Regions from separate parts of the Mus musculus genome. Here region 1 is linked to region 2. A link is a contact called in public promoter capture Hi-C data. All regions are on one chromosome and are shown on one strand. The core of a region is the stretch at or near the end of the contact, and the rest is flanking DNA. Distances in the headings are between cores, read along the strand shown. Region 1 holds the start of Sox21 (SRY (sex determining region Y)-box 21). Region 2 holds the start of Dzip1 (DAZ interacting protein 1).

What was found. Promoter capture Hi-C pulls out the DNA fragments that hold promoters and counts their contacts.
Region 1: a promoter capture Hi-C map of embryonic stem cells shows a contact between it and region 2, with 4 times the contacts expected there. The contact joins the promoter of Sox21 here to the promoter of Dzip1 in region 2. A contact is called at or near these places in 1 of 39 promoter capture datasets (embryonic stem cells), 1 of 15 datasets of contacts at CTCF or cohesin (large pre-B cells), 5 of 484 Hi-C or Micro-C datasets (LSK cells and embryonic stem cells), 7 of 115 datasets of contacts at active chromatin or transcription factors (embryonic limb bud, embryonic stem cells and stem cell-derived neural progenitor cells) and 3 of 9 other capture datasets (embryonic stem cells, liver and macrophages).

The regions. Positions count from the first base shown.
Region 1 is chr14:118,235,634-118,238,400 of GRCm38.p6, reverse strand. It overlaps Sox21 (SRY (sex determining region Y)-box 21), which reads left to right and starts at 1,371. Exons shown (of 1, transcript NM_177753.3): 1 at 1,371-2,767. The coding sequence starts at 2,766. It overlaps Gm4675 (predicted gene 4675), which reads right to left and starts at 2,169. Exons shown (of 3, transcript NR_131969.1): 1 at 1,457-2,169.
Region 2 is chr14:118,923,978-118,926,730 of GRCm38.p6, reverse strand. Dzip1 (DAZ interacting protein 1) reads left to right here and starts at 1,261. Exons shown (of 22, transcript NM_025943.3): 1 at 1,261-1,590; 2 at 2,213-2,306.

The sequences.
Region 1 (2,767 bases), core at 122-2,621, 690 kb after region 2:
TTGTAGTTTATCATCATGAAACAGTGTATTTAATATCCTAGTCTATGTAATTACACTTGCCAGAGTCTTAGCATCGCACCACCCAGAGTCTGAATGACAGTGTCTACAAAAGTGAGGTAAAGAATTATGATTCTAGAGGAATCAGTTCAATTGTTTTAGCAACAGGAGAGCAAAAACAATACAAAATAAGCATTTACAAACATGACAGCTAAGGAAAACAGAAACCCACTTAACATGCCACTGCTGACTGGCATGTCTGTTATCACAACAAACATTTCAAAAGCCATCGCCTTCTTCAATTTAAATGAGCAACAAAACAAGCCCAATTCTTAAATAAATAGGAGTGCAAACCAATTCATGTTAATGCCCTGATTACAAATCAATGGTTCAAAGGTCCCGTGTGTGTACAAACTGGACATAAATTGCAAAAAGACATTTTAAAAAAAGCTAACCGTGTATACGAATGTGTTACTTGCAAACAGCCAAAGGAAGACAAGTAATCTGCCTGAAACACAAAGTCCCTGAGGAGGGGGGTTCCCCAGGAATATTCGGGGGTGCTATTTGATTTTTGATTGTGTATAGCGTCAATTATAATAGCTCTAACTACCAAGCAAGAAAACTGGCTCAACAGCATAAAAACTGTCAGAGTAGAACATTTTTAAAATTTTTATTTAGAGAAATGATTTATGCTTTTGATTTGAAGCAGCTTTGCCCTATCGTTGAGAGACTGCAAACGTTAAAGAAACAACACAGAGATAGCTCTGACGACCAGAATTAAAAGAAGGCAAAACAAGACAGAAGACAACTGTTTAAAAAAGCTGTGTATTCAGAAGGGGATGCGGGCTCAACCTAGGCTCATTCCTTTTCCAAAGGCTTGCCAAAAATGTTCTGTCCATCCTGGGCTACTTTCCACTCCACTACCTCTGAGTGCAACCATGAGGCAAGAAACTGCCGGAGGCGTCTGTTGCGAGTCACACCTGGCCCTCCAAGGAAAATGAGTACTTTCTTGCCATTCGGAACAGTCTCAAACACTTTCAAAGACTCTTCCCCCACTCCCACCCCCAGGCTCAACCCTCTTCCTCGCCAGTTTCTGAAGCTCTTTTCCTCTGGTGTACCGCTTTCATCCTCCCGGAAGAGCAGCCAGCAGAGCACCAGCAGCGCTGGGCAGAACAGGGGAGCCGCCGGCGACACCAAGCTCCAAACAGTGCGCAGACTCCGCGGCGCGCGGCGGACACTCCACTCGCCTAAACCTGCACTCAAAGTGAAAAAAGAGTAGGAGGAGGAGTGTTGGGAGGGGGGACGGGAGGAGGCTCCGCTGGTCCCTCCTCCCTCCTGGACTCCCCGGCTCCTCCTCCGCACTCCCAGGATATACACACACACTCACACACGGCCGCGGCTGGACATGCACACCCAGCGCCCGCTGCCGGCGCCAACACTCGCAGGTGGCGACACTCACCTGAGCCGGGCTGCAGTCGCCTCGGAAGCGGCGGAGCGAAAGCCTGGGCCCGGAGCTGGGAAAGCAGGAGCAGCCCCAGAGCAGACCTGCGATCTGAGGTGATATAGCACGTTTTCTTTAATCCCCGTCCTCCTCCAGGACCTGGATCCCTGCATCCTTCCAGCCTGCGGCGCCCGGAGTAGCCGGGACCCAGGGGCTCGCGGGCGCGGCACCCACGCGGGCGCACGCTCGGAGGCGCGCTCACCGAGAGGGGCGCGGCTGAGCCCGGGCCGGAAACTTGGGAGAAGTTAGTTGCAAGTGTCTGGCTGCTGCGACCGGAGCTGGGAGAAGGCGCCCGGGCCTGGCCGGCCGCGCCGCACCGAGCAGCCCTCCGCTTCTGGAGTGCTCCGGGAGCCCGAGACCTTCAGTGCGCCCGGGGAAGCTGGGAGCCAGCGGAGCAAGCATGGCCCCGGGGACAGCCTGCAGCAGCGAGTCGGAGAACCCGGACAGTCTCCACTGAGGCCCGGCGACTCAGGCTAACTCAAAACCTCAGCCCGCCTCCTTCCTCTCCTCTCCTGTGCCAAAGCCCGGCAGCAAGATTCTCCAGGCAGGTGCCCGGGGACAGCGTCAGCCCTCAGCAGAACTACAGGATTGGGGGTTCCATCAGCGCGCCCTGACCCCGACACAGAAGACGGGCCGCTGCAGTGTTTGTGTTTCTGTCCGCCGCCCTGCTCTGCGCGCCCCGACCCTACCCCTCCTCTTCCTCTTCGCGGCCACCCCTCCCCCACTCCCATCTGCTTCTGTCAAATGAGAAAGTCACCGGGGAGAACCCAAACACTCCAGCCGCCGAGAGCCCCCTTTGGCACTTGGCAGCACGCGGCGGCGGGCTTCTCGGCTCAACTTGGTGGATCCTCCGCCGCTCAACTTTCGGGGCTGCTTGGCTTTTAAGGCGCTGAAGACAGAGGAGAGGGGAGAGCAGAACCAGGCAGCGGCCACCTGCAGGGAGTTGGCGAGCCAAAGCAACGGGACAGAGGACAAAAAAGCAGAGGGCAGAGTGACACCGCGGAGTGGGGACACCGAGGAGAAGTTTCAGGGTCCCGGAGAGGATTTTTTCTTAGAGCTCGACCAGACAGACCAAAGCGGTCCGGGACGCAGCGCCCCGACCCAGGGCTGGTCGTCTGGTCCTCTCTTCCCGCGCGGGAACGACGCGGGGACGCACGGCCGCCCGCTGAGCCGGTTCCCTCTGGCAGCCAACATTGATTTCCTCCGGGCGGAGGCCGAGGGCCCCGGTGGCGGCGGCGGCGGGCTGCAGCCGCGGCACGGCGACAGCAT
Region 2 (2,753 bases), core at 12-2,511:
GAGGAGGAGGGGGAGAATGAATTCAGGATCACCTGCCCAAAAGTGGAACCACCCACAGTGAGCTGAGCCCTCCCATATCAAACAGTAACACAGGAAATGCCCCACAGACATGCCTGCAGGCCAATCTGATGGAGGCAATTCTTTAATTAGGTTCTGTATTCCTAGGTGACCATAGTTAATGTCAAGTTGATGAAAACTAACCAGCACATTATTTTGTGCTAATATCTCCCGCATTTGTGATTTCTTCTAATTCTTCGAATTGAATTTAAATAGATCTCAGTTAACTGAAAGACCAGCTATAAGATAGTTTTCAGGTTGCAAGGGTCCATGATTTGCCAAAGAATGATACCCTGGACTCAAATAGTATGTAAACGCAGAATGTTTTATTCTGCAGAAGTCCACCATGCTGGGCTCTCCCACTTCCAAGATGGAGAGTCAACCAAGTGAGCTCGCAGGCCGGATTTAAAGCACATTAAGGGATGCTGAGGTAGGTGACCTCCATCTGTTAGGTCCATCTCTATGGGCATTCCATTACCAGGGTGTGGGAGCTGGGGAGGTCTGGAAATTGTTGCTGACCCATTGTCCTTGCCTCAGACCAGCTGTCAGGGCAGCTTCTGAGGCCTGGACTTGCCTGGACCAATTGCCCAGTTCTTAAAAACAGAGATTTAGGCCTAGTCTCCTTAACTGCTAATCTGAAGCCTGCCATGGAACCCATCAGCCTAGCCTTCTCAAGGCAGAATACGGACTTCCATCAAGTGTGTTAAAAACCTAGTTCCTGCCGACTTCTGCTCTGTCATCTTGTTAGTTTCAGAATCCAACACTCATCGTGAGTGAATATCATCCCCTTAGATAGGGTGTTTTTATGAGAGGCACTATTGAGCATACGGGGATCCTTCCTCTCCAGCAGGATCATAGTTCCAACTTCAGGTTAAAGAGGCGCTCACACCTTTTCTTAGCTCTAGAGCACATCCGCATTAGACCCTTGAAGCTCTCTTTTATCTGCAGGCATCTCCAGCTAAAATGCAACTTTTCTGGGAAGAAAAATCACAGCTGCCCTTCAGAGGAATCAGCGAGCTGAAAGAGAGAATTACTACCCTGTAGAAGTGAATCTGGGTTCTTTTTGAAAAAGTCTTCCCGGGGCTAGCACCCAGAGCCAGCAACAGAGCTCAGCGTAGCATCACGTGTCTGCAGCAGCTGCGGGATTGGAGGAGCGTTTTTTTAGTGCTGCGGTCTAGGCGCGGGCGGTCCCGCCCAGCTGCCAGAGGAGCCGGGTAAGCGGAGAGAAGAGGCCACCAGAAGACCGTAGAGGGGAGGGGGCGGGAGGGGGGTGGGGCAGCCTTAACCACCCACGGCCTGGAGCCTGGGAGGACAAGGAGCGACGCTGGGCTACCCGCCTCGTCACAACTTGCCCGGACCAGACACGCTTTATCTTGCGCCCTGGAAGAAGGAGCCGCCTGCCTCTTGCTGCTCAGTTGCTCCTCGGCCTCGGCGAGCCCCGCCTCTGCGCCAGCAGCAATCCCGGGATCTGGATCCCCCGTGACTCCCCGTGCCTTGCAGCGCCCGGCTTTCGCCCAGGAGCGCGCAGCTGGGGTGAGCCGAGGTCTAGGATGCTCCGGGCGTCCGCCGGACTTCAGCCACACAGAGCATCTCGCATCTCTGTTGGCGAAGTCGGGCCTTCTTCCCTATTCTGTCTGCTGAGATCCGCAAGACTGCAGATCTGCAGCTCCCCTCAACCCGGCTTCCCAAGCCTTTGTCTTTTCGGGTTCATCAGGCCAGCAGTACAGTGCAGTGTGCCCAGAACATAGGCTGCACAGGATTGGGAACCCAGTCTGGGGTGGGAGTAGGGGAACAGGAAAGTATGCCCCCTGCCTTCCTGTTCCGGCCATCTTGTGGAGGATTCGACCTAGGGGGTAAGGATGGCTAACCGCAGATGCCCTAAGCTCATGGACTGCCAAGACCTTGGGCCTGCACCGGTTCTTACTGGGTCTGCTGCGGAAGCGCGGGAGCCTCTCCCAGGTTCAGCTAGAGAGCCTTTGGAACAGAGCAAAGGTTCACCCGTTTAGCAAGGCAAAGGCAAAGAAAATAGGAGGGTATGGGCCTGGAGCCATTATCTTTTTTACTGAACACCTAAGTCAGTCGACCGTTTTTTTGATTTTTGTTTTTTGTTTAATTAACCAAGCACATTCTAAACGCCCTTTCCTTTCTGCACTAGGTGCTTGAAACACAGCGGTGAGCGACACACCTCCCCTGTTCCCGCTGATCCTGCCAGCCCAGTGGATGGAGCCCAGAATCCACAAACCTGCCAGGTCCGTAACCCACACGGGGAAACTGAGGGCTAAGGTCAGCAGATGTGTTCTAAGCTAGGCATCAAATACATGAAAGAACCAGTCTTTAAAACGGTCTATATTCTTAGGGCTTCTGTGCTAGGTTGCAGTAAAATGTGATTTTCTTATTGCCTCAGAATCTTGTGAATGTGTGCCTTATATGAAGTGTATGTTTTATTTCCTGGACACTTTCATGTGGATTTATTTATATTACTATGGAAAGTGCTCAAAATAGTTGGTTCCAACTTTACTTCCAGATAGTTACTGTGAATTGTATTTTCCTTTCTTCTGTTCACGTATTTGGTTGTTAGGAAAGAAAAAAATTTTCCTGATGGTTGGTCCAAGCAGGGCCTCCCTGGTGGATTGAGGAATGCCTGGCTTTTCCTCAGCTCCTTGATCCCGGAGGTAACCACAGGCAGCCTCCAGAAG